2 separate regions of the Mus musculus genome follow, and region 2 is linked to region 1. The links are chromatin contacts, called in public HiChIP or PLAC-seq maps. All regions are on one chromosome and are shown on one strand. The core of a region is the stretch at or near the end of the contact, and the rest is flanking DNA. Distances in the headings are between cores, read along the strand shown. Region 1 overlaps Arhgap22 (Rho GTPase activating protein 22). Region 2 overlaps Mapk8 (mitogen-activated protein kinase 8).

Region 1 (6,350 bases), core at 2,393-4,892:
TGTCCCATGCCTTGCTGCCAAACTTGGCCATAATCTAGAGAAGTTCCTCCTGCAGTGCTCTGTATGGGTCACATGAGGTCCCATGTGTCCCCTTTCATATGCCGTGTGTCCCCTGCTCCCACTGCCTGTACCTCTGCCTCTGGAAACTTCTCGCACATTGCTCCAGCATCACAGGCCTTGCTATGCTTTTAGCACATGCCTGTGAAACTCTCCATCCTACCAGTTGAGAGAGACACTGAGCACTTTCCCTGAGCCCTTGCACACCTTCCTAGGACTGGCCTTCCTGCCCTCCCAGCCATGAGCCCCAAACTACCTCATAAAAAGCCCTATGCATAGAGGATGGGGAGATGGCCTAGTGGGTAAAATGCCTATCATGCAAGCACAAGGACAAGAGTCTGGATCATAAGAGCCCACGCAAATCCTGCATAGACATATCAGTGTGCCTGTAAGTCTAGTGCTTAGAGGTAGAGATAGGGAATTCTGGCAACCAGCTAGTTAGCTAGACTAGTTGGTAAGCTCTGAGTTCAAGTGAGAGAGCCTGCTTCAATATAGTAATTGGAGAGTGAAGACAGCCAATGTTAGGGTAACCTCTACCATGTGCACTCAAGAACATATGTGTATCCACATCTATGGGAATGCATACACATACATGTGCACTAAACAAACACATGTGCACACACGCATATATACACACATGAAAGACTATGAATGGACAGATCAGGAACACCATTGCAGAGCCCCTCTCCTTTAAGACCAAGTACAACCCAGATCAGGCTAGGACAGAGTCCACCCAGGAAGGATGAGAGAATACGGAGCTGGACAATTCACATGTTGACAGCAGGGTCACAGGGCAAGTCCCGTGGCCAGTGACAGCATCTTGAGCAATCCGGAAACCATCTGTGAGTAATGCAGCCTGGCCAGTGTCCCCCTGAGCCAGGCCAGCGAATGCCAGAGCCTCGGCCCAGGGCTACTCACGATTGTTTTGCTTAAGAAACCGCCTCCGGGAGCTTTTCCTGTGCAGCTGCTTCCCCGGGACTTCAAGTCATTGCCGGCTCTCATTGCCTGCTTCTCTGGCCACTAGAGTCTGAGGAACAAAACCACAGGCTCTGGGCTCAGGCTCAGACTCAGGAGGCAAGTCTGAAAGGGCCGGGGCTGATGTGATTGGGACCATGGGCTCAATGGGTGGAGAGCAAAGTGGCAGCTCTTTCATTCTCTTGACCTGACTCCAGACTCTTCCTAGTCCTTCTGATGCAGGATTCACAGGCGGCAGCTGGAAGGGGGTGTGTTGCCTCAGCAAGAAGCAGTGGACCCTGGAAGTCTCTGGATCCTTTCAGGGCTAGAGGGTGCCGGTGAGGGCAAGAATGAGGCTAAGGGATTTGTTGAATGTGAAGACTCTGAATAGCTTGTATTTGAGTAAGCAGTGTTATTCCTCTAGGTGCAAGCTAAGATCTGCAAAGGAAGTAACTTGGAGTCTGGGAGGCCTCTGCCCTCGCCCTCCCCACCACCCCTAGCTCTGTCTCACAGTGTGGCCCTTACCCCACCCCCACCCCAAACATTGTGATCCCACTGGCTCAACTCTGCCTCTGCACCTCTCCCACGTCACATCATTCAGCATTTTCTAAGTTCAGCTGTGGAGCAGACCCTGAAGGGTGTGAGGGGACTGAAAGGAGCAGAACTCTCCAGAAACACCTGTTAAAAGCACATTTGTTGATGGAATACCCGCCCAGCAACACATTCAGCCCAGAGCCAGGGCATTTCATTACTGTGGCTCTCTCCCTTGGCTGCACCCTGCAGACTTTGCAGAACAGTGCCTGCATACCTCACTACTGCTTTTCTTAACCAGCATGGGATGCACAGCCATCCTTAGGCTTGCGAGATTGTGACCTCTATGTAGCCAGGGGATGGAACCATTGCCCCACATGCCTGGGACCAAGGCTGCCAAGGGGTCTTTGCCTGTGGCTGTCCTAAGGGAGAGGCCTTATTATGGAGAGATACATGTGTCAATCATTTATTCAGCCAAAAAGAACCCCATGCACTAATGAGAAAGAAATTCCTTGTGCTCTGGTGCTGTTGTATAATCCGTGCAGTGCGCAGAAGTATCCAGTAGAGGGCGTGGGGTTGGGTTTGGGCTGGGCCAGCAAGCTTTTAGAGTAGAAGCAAGGAGGGGGAACTTTTCTCTAATTTTCACAAAGAGGCCAGATGGACAGTGGATCCCTGTTTCCTGTCTCCAGAAGCTTCTGGACTTGCGGCAGAAGCACGCCCGTGCAAAGGCCAATGTGGAAGCGATGCTGACCTGGCTCTCCAACGTCTGTCCCCAGCACCTCTGCTCCCTGCCAGGCTGCTGAGAGTAGCCTCTGTTCCCTGCTGTGAGGAGGCTGCTGCCACCTCCTTAGCCTGTCACTCAGCCAGGCCATCACAACTAACTTTCCAGCTGCCTATCTAGTGGGGTCCCAGCTAGCTAGCTGGCGTAAATATGTAAGGAAGCTGATGGTTAAATTTTTAGTAAGTTTGCAAAGCCAACAGTTTAAGACATACACTCTCAGGAATTGAACAGTATAAACCTGTAATTGAGTAAATTGTGTTACAAAACTTATCACTTCCTAATCTAGTTAAGTCACCCATATGGACATACTATATTTTCCCATTATCATGTGAAGGGGGCGGGTCTGATGCTAAGGTCCTGTTCCCCATTTGGTTCTTGATTTGTCCGTAAAGAAAGCAGGAGCCAATTGTTGGGTGGAAGGTACAGATGGGACTTCCAGGTTCCAGGAGGAAAATGAGATGCAAAGAAGGGAGAGGGGTGTTTTTTGCCATGCTTTGGAGGAAGAAGAAAGCAACAACCATGTGAAGTCTCGGAGGGAGCCTGTGGCCTCCACTGCAGGCAGGTGGTCATGGATGTTTGGCAGGGCCTAGGAGGGACTAGCCACTGAAGTTTAGGGCAAGTGGAGAGACAGATAATAAATTGGTAAGGGCATGCTTTTCCAGGAGGGAGACAGTAATGCCCAACAATTGTGCCAAGAAGGCAATTGTAAAGGAACAAACTGTGTGTGTCTTTTATCCACAGATTTGAAAGAAGCTAGAAGGGGGCTGGTAGTGTGGTCACCTCCCGGAAGAGTGAAGGCAGTAGAGCAAAAGGATGCTGGGTGGGGTCTGGTAGTAAGGCTGGTCCTGGCGGTAGCATAAAACTACCCCCAACAGCCATGTGGATCTCGTTAAGTTCAGTGCTATTATTCGAGGAGTACTCACAGCATGGAAGTCAGGTAGCACTAATCCAGAGCCCAGGAATCACCTCTCTCTTCACATCCCTCTGATCCAAGCCAGAGGTGCCTAGGGACCTGGTCTAAGATAGGGAATAGACTCCTCCTGCCCAAATGGGTACATTTCTGCCCCCTTCTCTACAACCCACACCATGTGATCCAGCCAGTGTGGGGCCAGTGTGGGGCCCCTGCTCTGAATGGAGAATGCTAGGTCTCTATCCAAATCAGTCCTCTCCTTCCTCATGGATGCTCTGAGGTTTCAAGCTCAATTGCATTTTCTGGCCACCTAGGATCAGGGCACCTTAGAAGGTGGTAAGGGCCATGCAGTCTGAGTCCCAAACAGCTGTGTGGAGCCGAGCTCTCACTGCTAGCCTGGAAACATTCCACTTGGGTATGGAAAGCAGAAGTGACTGGTCATCATGGGGACCATTACATGGCTGGTCCTCTCTGTTACCACAGTCAACTTTCTATTGGATCTGTGGTTTTATCTGGCCTTTGCCTGTGAAAGTGTGAAACGTCCTCCAGGGTCAGCACATTGTTCATGAATATGACTAGAGTGGATCACCCATCCTTAAGGCTCCAGGGACCTTCCTCTACAAGACCTGGATGTGTGTGTGTGTGTGTGTGTGTGTGTGTGTGTGTGTGTGTGTGAGAGAGAGAGAGAGAGAGAGAGAGAGAGAGAGAGAGAGAGAGAGAGACTGGAAATAGACTATGAACTCTTGCTGACTCTCTTCTATAATTAAATACCAACTTCACACACATCGTCAGCCTGGACTAATGCTCTCTGCCAAGTCTGTCACGGCCTTAATAAGGACAGAATGATATGATTCCTGCCCCTGGGACAGGGCCAGCAGGTGTGGGCCTGTTGATGGCTGTTGTGTGTGTAAGGCTTGTTTGTATAAGAATGTACGTATTTTAGTTCCTCCTTCAAGGAATGTCCTCCCTATTAACACTAATGACTCCATGATAATCAGAAAAAGCATGAGTCTGGGAGGCTAAAGTCTCAGCAAAATGGTAAATGATGGGACCTTCAGGACAGCCCTTAAGGCTGTGGAAAAGAACTCTAAAATCATGGGTTCAAAAATATATAATTTCTCAAAAAAAAAGTAAGGATGCCATGTGAGTTATATGAGAGTCCTCACGAATCTAAAGGAACGAAATCAGCTGTGCTGAGAGGCCCCTTGTCAGGAAGCTCCAAGGAAGGAGAGAGAGAGAGAGAGATCCAGGGGACCTCAGGAGATCCTCAGCTAAATTCTTTGTTTCTGCTTACAAAGGCAGACAGATTCCTAGGTTCAGGACCATCCTGTGACAGAGCTAGGTTGGGCCCAGGTGTGGTAGAAATGGTCATTTCAGGATGGGGTCCCAACCAGCTAGTTATCACCTGTGCTTAACAAAGGCAGACAGATCTCTGAATTCTTTTGCAATGTTAAAAGAAAATGTGTGGTTGCTGTTTTCTAAAAATTAAGGGGCTGGGTTCACAGGATGATGATTCATAGAATAATCAAAAGGAAACCTGGAGTAAATGACTGGAGTGATACGTAAAATATCAGACTGGGCTTATGATCTACAAGAGATGAGCTATCCAGAGAACTTTTTAGAAGAAAAAGAGAGAACTGCTTGGAGAACTGTCTTGAGCAGAAAAATATATATAGAAAGAGAGCTGTCTGGAGATCTCCAGAGAAAGCAGGAGAGAGAGAGAGAGAGAGAGAGAGAGAGAGAGAGAGAGAGAGAGAGAGAGAGAGAGGGAGGGAGGGAGGGAGAGAGAGAGAGAGAGAGAGAGAGAGAGAGAGAGAGAGAGAGAGAGAGAGAGAGCAATCTGGAAAGCTGTCTCAAGCGGAGCATAGGTTGTTAGCTTGAATCCACGATTTGACTTCAGTTTGGTTGTTTTGCTGTTCCAGACACCCCTTCCTCAGAACCCTTCTCCAAGTCAAGGCTGGTCCTTGGCAGCACTCTTTCTAAATCTTTAAATTGTGAAATTTTGTGGGATTCAAAGGTCAACTTTTGTGCTACTTTGGTGTCTATGGGCACATCCTCTATCTGTGTCACCACCGGGAGGGTGGCCACTGCAGGAGCCTACTCCAGAGGGGCAGGCCTTTCTCCCTGACCACAATCCTGTCATCACTGATCTTTTTATTAGTGTTGTCCACGTGTTGCAGCTCATGGTGCATACTGTCATCCATAGCCAGGCCCCTGGGGAGGATCCAGAGTCCTAGATTTCCACTTTTCATGGAGTGGTCTATTTTGTGTCTTGTTATCCATGTCAGGATAATGATACAGACTCTAAAAATCACACATTGAAAAACCACCCATATATACCAGACCAGGCCAAGAGGAAGAAGCCCAGAGCAGGGAGGCTTGCTTACAAAGCCCCGAAGTTATACTGATTGATTGTCAGTGTCAACTTGGAATGACCTAGGAGACGTCCATCCATCTGGGCACACCTATGGTTGTGTTTCCAGAGAGGATAAACTGAGGAAGGAGGATGGACTCTGAGTATGGGCTACTCTATCTCATGAGCTGGGACCCCAGACTGAATAAGAAGGAAAAAAGGAGGATGCAAGCGTGTGTTAGCTTTCATCTCTCTGTTGCCCGATCCACCCAGATGTAAGCAGACTGCCTCTAACCACCATGGCTTCTCTGGCACAATGGATTGTCTCTTCAAATTGTGAGTCAAAATAACCCCCTCCTCCCTTAAGTCGCCTTTCTTTGGGTACTTTGTCCCAGCGATGAGAAATTGTAGCTGATGCAACTTGACCTCAGTCCTGGTGACACCTGTATTCTTATTCCCCAGGAGAGGAGCTTAGGTGAACCAATCTGGTTGAGACACAATAGCTTGTCACATGTCAACTTCATCTTCACAGGAGCATCTCTGCCTGCTGGGAGTTCTAGGGAGCTGTGCCACTGAATAGGTCTGGCTTTGGGCAGAGGAGGTCAGACCTGTGTTGTGTTGTCATTACAAGTTCGGAGGTCAGACCTGTGTTCCACACACTTGTGTTGCCATTACAAGGTCTTCCTCAAGAAGGACATGACTTTAGTTGCTACCACTCTCCTTGGCCATTGGCTGGGAACATCTCAAGAGGAGAAAAGCACAGA
Region 2 (6,350 bases), core at 987-3,486, 160 kb before region 1:
TGAAACAGGAGCTATAGACAATTGTGAGCTGCCATGTGGGTACTGGGAACCAAACCTCAGTCCTCTGCAAGAGCAGCAAGTGCTCTGAACTGTTGAGCCATCTCTGCAGCCCACCATGATCTTTCCTTTTCAATCATTGAAGTGAAATTCACAAAACAAATTACGACCTGAAGTATTGAGTAGCATTTAGTCCATGCATTAGTGTTGTACAATCACCATCTATGTCAAATTCTAAAACTTTCATCAGCCTTTCTCTAGTGAAGACTACATCCCTAAAATTGTCACTCTTCATTTTGTCTCTCTTCTCAGAGCCTGTTAATTCAGGACAATGGATTTACCTGTCCTAGATACCTCATATAAATGTAATAATATACTATATGGCCTTTGTGTCAGGCTCCTTTGACTTAGTGTAATGTTTTTGTGGTGTCTATGCTGTATCATATATTAGTATTTACTTTTATGAATGGATAATATTCCATATATCATATTCTACAGATAATTTTTGTTTTACTACCTTTCAGTTAAATACTATCTTGCTATGAAAATTCATGTACAAGTATTTATTTGCTCTTTGTTCTTTAGTCTTTCAGGGTAGGATTGCTGAATCATGTGGTATTCACGTTTTAAGGAACCATGAAACTGTTTTTCAAATTTTACATCCCCAGAATCCATATATAATTGTACAGTTTTCCTGCAGCATTGCCAGTATTTAGTACCTGACCGCTTTATTTTAGTCATCACAGTGGCTATGAAGTGGTATTTTATTGGGCTTTTGATACACATTTTCCTAGTGGCTAATAATGGTTATTTTAATAACTTTTCTATTGCCATGACAAAACATCATGACCAAGGCAAGTTATAGAAGAGTTTACTGGGGGCTTACAGTTTCAAAGGGAAGTCCATAACTGTCAGGGTGAGGAGCATGGCAACAGGCAGGCAGGCAGCAGTAGCCCAGAGCTTCCTCTACTAACAGCAACACAGAGAAAGCTACCTTGACTGATGGGAGCTTTTGCAACCTCAAAGCCACCTTCAATAACACACTCTTCCCAAACGGTTTTACCAACTGGGAGCACAGTATTCAAGCATATGAGCCCATGAGGGCCATTCTTTTTCATGCTACCAAAGGAGTCAAGAATCTCCTCATTTGTTGGCCATTTCTATGTTATTGAAAAACATGTATTTTTTAAGCCCTTGTTTCTAAGTTGTTTGCGTCTTTGTTAAATTTACAGATTTGTGTGTGTGTGTGTGTGTGTGTGTGTGTGTGTGTGTGTATTTTTTAAGCCCTTGTTTCTAAGTTGTTTGCGTCTTTGTTAAATTTACAGATTTGTGTGTGTGTGTGTGTGTGTGTGTGTGTGTGTATTCCAGTTCTATATATACAAAACCATTACCAGACATAATTTAAAATCTGTAGATTGTTTTCACTTTGCTAATGATGTGTTAATTAATATGTAAGTGGTTTTAATTTTTATGAAATATCAAATATTTGTTGTTTTATGTGGTCTTGTGTCTTGCACAAGAATCTACTGCCAAATTGAGGTCATAAAAATTCAACATTGCCTCTTTTTGTAAATTTTTGGTCCATTTTGAACTTATGTTTTGTATATGGTGTAGTGCAAGACTTATCTTCACTCTCCCATGTTTAGAAATCCAGTTGCCCAAGCTCTCAGGTTGTATTGGTGCCTTAGGGAATCCAGCTGACTGCCAGTTCTCTATAATTAGACTCTATGTCTGTCTCTATATTAGAATCACAGTTTTATGAAGTTTATTATTTTTAAGTGTATGTGTGATCATGTGGGTATGGGACCCATGGAGTCCAGAGGTGGTAGGATCCCCTGGAGCTGGATTTACAGGATTTAATGAGCTGTCATTTGGATGGTAGAGGCCAAACCCAGGTCATCTTCAAGGCTTAGCTGCTGAGCCATCTGTCCAGCTATACCAGTTACACATGTAACTCTGTACTGCTTTGAAATGGGATACTATGAATCCTGTGTCCTTTCTTAGTAGTTTTAAAAACAGCTTTAAGTGTATAGGAATTTGGAGATTAGCTTTTTCACATCTACAGGGGAAAAAAAAGCCAACGGACTTTGGACAATGAATCCATTAAATCTAAAGAATGAGTTGGTTGGTGGTTTTATCACTTGTCTTGAGGGCTTTGTAAGCATAAGATCTTCCCATTTCCTAAGCTGTGTTAGTCTGTAGTGCTATGAGTTGGGTAGCTGAAACAGCAGGAGTTATTTTCTCACAGCTCTCAGGATCCGAAACTTTGTGGTTTTGGTGAGGTCCATAAGCACTCTCTGTAGCTTCCTTCATGTGGTTTTTCCTTTGTCAGAGAGCAGCATGTGTTCTTTCTGACCTCCGCTTATGTGCTCATAAACACTGATTTTTTTTTTTTTTAAGATCATGTCATTTGCACCATAGTTTTACTTCTATTCAATTTGGCCACCTTCCCCCATCTCCCAGCTGCCCTAGCTAGAGCTTACGGTAAAATCTTAGAGAACAGTAGTGAAAATAGTCATTTGAGTCTTGCTTGTTGTAATAGGGAAAGCTTTTCATCGTTCACCAGTGTATTTTTCTGTTTCTCATTGTTGTAACAAAGACCTAACGCAAGGTACACGCATGCAGGCTCAAGGGTCCCAGAATTACCTGAGTTTAGACCATCTGGTTACAAATTGCCAATTCTACCATGGTCCTAACTGAATGGTAAGAGTCAGAACCAGCCAAAGAAAGAGGCTTTATGGAAGTCTGGCTCCAGCATAGAGTTTTTAGTTGTTTTGTTGGCTATAGAGTATGACAATACTGTGTCACTAGCAAGGGGCGCTCACCCAGACTCTTCTAGGTATTTTATTTGGTCACTATAACATACCACTTCCCTTAGTAGGCAAGAATCATTCCTGATTCATGCTAATACATTGAATCTCCATTTCCTCTAAAGGTTGAGATTGTTGCAAGCCAAAGCCCTTATCATAAATTATCTTGTTAGGTTATCATGGTCAAAACCTCCACATTAACGGGACAGTTCGTCAACAGGATATTCCAAGTGTTGCCATTACCTGTAATTTAGGGCAAAGACCAGACCTCTTTCTATAGAAGATGAATGAATTCTTCTCCATTTATCGTCTATTCCTTATTTACTTATTTTTGTCATTAAGGAGTATTAAACTTAGCCAGAGGTTTTATGCACCAATTTAAATTACTGTGTATGTTGCTTCCCTTAACTGTTGTACTGCATTGATAGATTTTTTTATATTTAGCGTCCTCTTTATTCCTGGGATAGATCCCATTTGGACATGGTATATATAATCTTTCCAGTATATTATTGGAACTGATATGCTAGTATTTCTGTTGGAGTTTTTTACCCTTGGATTCATTACTGATTTCATTTGTAGTTTGTTTGTAAAGATGGTTTTAATCATACTTTGGTATCAGGAGTTTCCTAATCTCAGTGAAAGTTAAGATGCGTTCCTTCCTCTCTTGTTTCTTAGCTGCTTTTGCTCATTTAGAAGATTTTAGGAAATAAAGTATGGCTGAAGAAATGTTCTTAAAGCAATAAAGTTGAGCTAGCAGTAGATATACTGAGAGGTCTGTTGGTGTGGTGACCTGTATCTTAGGCTGGACAATGTGCGAAACTAGGGTGGAGCTATACATGTAAGAAGCTTATTAGAGAGTTCCATTAAGATCAGTATCTATTACAAAGTAAAAGTGGACAAAGGGAGAAATTACATTGGCTACATTTATTTCAAAAGCCTCAGCTGGTGGCTCCCATTTAACCTCTGCACTGAAAACAGGTCCTTGCTGGAGGAGTTTCCTAAAGGTCACCAGCAGCCGTCCCTCTTGGGCAATGGAAGAGTAATTGTCTGAGCCAGGGTCTGAGCAGATATCACAGAGCCTATTGAAGCCACTCCTTGAGTCACTCTTCCCATTGTCTTAGGGTACTAATGTCTGGCTGTTCCTGTCGAATATTTTCTGACTTTTTCTGAAGCAATTACCAAAAATTTTGACATAACTAGCTGTCAGTTTTGCATTTAGTCCTCACAGCACCCCCATCCTCGGTTCACCTTAACTGTGCCATTCTGTGATTACTCACTTGGTTTAAGAAGCAATCTAAACTTTTATTCCTTCCAGGCACTACAGTTAGATGTCCCTGTAGGCACTTAGAAACCCTTGCTGAGAGAGACTTCCCTCTAACTAGTTCCCACTGAGTCAGCAGAAGAGATCTGTATGGTAATACCCTGGCTCACATGCTGGCCTGGAAGTGACACACATAACCTCTACTCAGTGCATCCACAGAGCTAGCCATAAAAACCTGCCTCCTTATAGAAGAGCAGGAAAATGTGAGGAAGGCAAACTCATGGGTGTTGGTGAGTACCGGGCTCCATAGCCTGTGGTTGTCTGACATACCTCCGTTCTCTGTCCCACACCTCCTTAATGTGGATACACCTTAGTGTCTGTGCCAGGTTCAGATGTTGATCTTCTGAGCCCAGAAGCATAGGAACTGGCTCTGTCTTCCCTCCTCTCAAGTTCCTTCTATAGAATAGTCAGGTGGTTCCAGGGTAGTCAAGACAGTCTCATTGGAAATTGAGAAATACTGATGTTGATTTATTAGTTGCATTTGACATTATGCTGGATGGACATTGTAAGTGTTCCTTCCTCTGGAGGTAGGAGTGTTCCCTCTTGAGGAGCTGGATCTGATTTCTGCACAGTGCAACTTCCCCGCTGTTGTCCACATTACCTGTCTGCTCCCTATGGAAGTCTTCCTTTCCTCTTATCTCCCTTAAATAGATCTTAAGTGAGTATTGAAGGCTGTGTACTGAAGGGGTGCTCAGCTTTCTTGGCCTGCTTCTTATCCCTGAAAGATAGGGACACAAGTGTGTTCTATTGTTGACATTTTGGACACTCTTTGTTGTTATCCTGTCTTTGTAAGTTACTTAGTAATTTTGACAACAGACTTGAGTTGTGTTATTTGTGGTTCAGTTTATTATATCAGTAACCTTGGTAGCTTTTGATTGTATGTCTTTTTAAAGCATATTTGTTAGCTGACAGTCTATGTATTATTGGACTTACTTGAAACTCCTGAGTCTACCTTCAAGCTTCCAGGCTTCCAAGATGTCCATGATTTCTAACAAGCTATTCATGGCTTACAAAAGCACAGTGTGTACTCAGGGTCTACAGTGTTGGCCCATGCAGCATTACTACAGACCTCAGGTCAGGTTCAGTGTTACTTCCAGGGACATCCTTTTCCCATGCTATGAAGTAGAAGAATAGAAACTATGCTACCTCGAGCAGGTTCAGAATTTTTCAGATCTGGTGAGCATCATGTAATTTTGAGTTCCATTAACTGAAACAGGTCATAAGGACAGGCATGTAAAAGGATGTTAAGCTAAACCATCTGTTGCCTTTTTCTGGGTCTAGCAGCATTTTGCTTATCCAAAATGATGGCACTGTTACTTTCATTTCTAGTTTTAAAGTAACCAGTTACTTCTAATGCAGACAGTAGCCACCAGCAGCCTTTTTTGCTTTCTGACCTCTTATAGAGCAAGGGTTAAGGAATTATGTAAAGTCCATATTCTGAATGTTTTTTGTTTGTGGACATGGCCTCTGACACAACTACTGACAACTACTGCCCTTCTATCATAATATCAACTGTAGATAACATGGGGTAAAAATGACTATGGTTAAGTTTGCATTAAACTTCCTTTGCAAAAGCAATCAGTTGAAGTCCTGTGCAGATGACATAAAATAGTTTACCTCTGCATAATTTGGATCACTTTCCACTTTGATACTGCTGTCAATACTGTTAAATAACCAAACTCATGATCCTGTGTCCTTGCATAGGTTGTCTGATCTGAAATGCTTGGGGCCAGAGTATTTCAAACTGTGAAATATTTTAGATTTTAGATATTTGCATAGACTTATAGTGAGCATCCCTAATCTGAAAATCAGAAATTTGGGGGGGATCCAAATCAAAGAACTGTCATGATGGCCCCTGTATTCTTGGACTGATTTGAGACTACCTTAAAGTTTTCCTTAGCATAAATATCAAAGTAGTTATAACAGCCTTTTGAGTATTGACAGTTATACTAAAAAACCAAAAATACTTAAATTTGGGCCTTTCAGATTTCAGATTAGGGATAATAGTAACTCCCAAGTCTTGGGATTCAGCCAGAAAACACTAGGCTTAGCTACAATAAAAAATATCAAACTCTTATTTTGTTTTTTGGTTTTCAAAGCAGGGTTTCTCCGTGTATCTCTGACAGTACAGGAACTCTGTAGACCAGGCTGGCTTAAACTCAGAGATCCACTGCCTCTCAAATACTGGGATCAAAAGTATGCGCCACCACTGCAAAAGCAGA

What was found. HiChIP or PLAC-seq counts read pairs in DNA pulled down with a chosen protein or histone mark.
Region 2: an H3K4me3 HiChIP or PLAC-seq map of bone marrow-derived macrophages shows a contact between it and region 1, with 2.5 times the contacts expected there. The contact joins two enhancer-like sites. A contact is called at or near these places in 1 of 115 datasets of contacts at active chromatin or transcription factors (bone marrow-derived macrophages) and 1 of 9 other capture datasets (adipose tissue).

The regions. Positions count from the first base shown.
Region 1 is chr14:33,242,438-33,248,787 of GRCm38.p6, reverse strand. All of the region lies in intron 2 of Arhgap22 (Rho GTPase activating protein 22), which reads right to left. Among named protein-coding and RNA genes, the nearest start is that of Gm41130, 14 kb to the right of the region's middle. Within about 2 kb of position 3,642, at least 26 of the 459 cell types and tissues checked have an H3K27ac peak or open chromatin away from gene starts, as enhancers often do. A contact at or near this core is called in bone marrow-derived macrophages, where this site is marked.
Region 2 is chr14:33,396,142-33,402,491 of GRCm38.p6, reverse strand. All of the region lies in intron 5 of Mapk8 (mitogen-activated protein kinase 8), which reads left to right. Among named protein-coding and RNA genes, the nearest start is that of Mapk8, 48 kb to the left of the region's middle. Within about 2 kb of position 2,236, at least 26 of the 459 cell types and tissues checked have an H3K27ac peak or open chromatin away from gene starts, as enhancers often do. A contact at or near this core is called in bone marrow-derived macrophages, where this site is marked.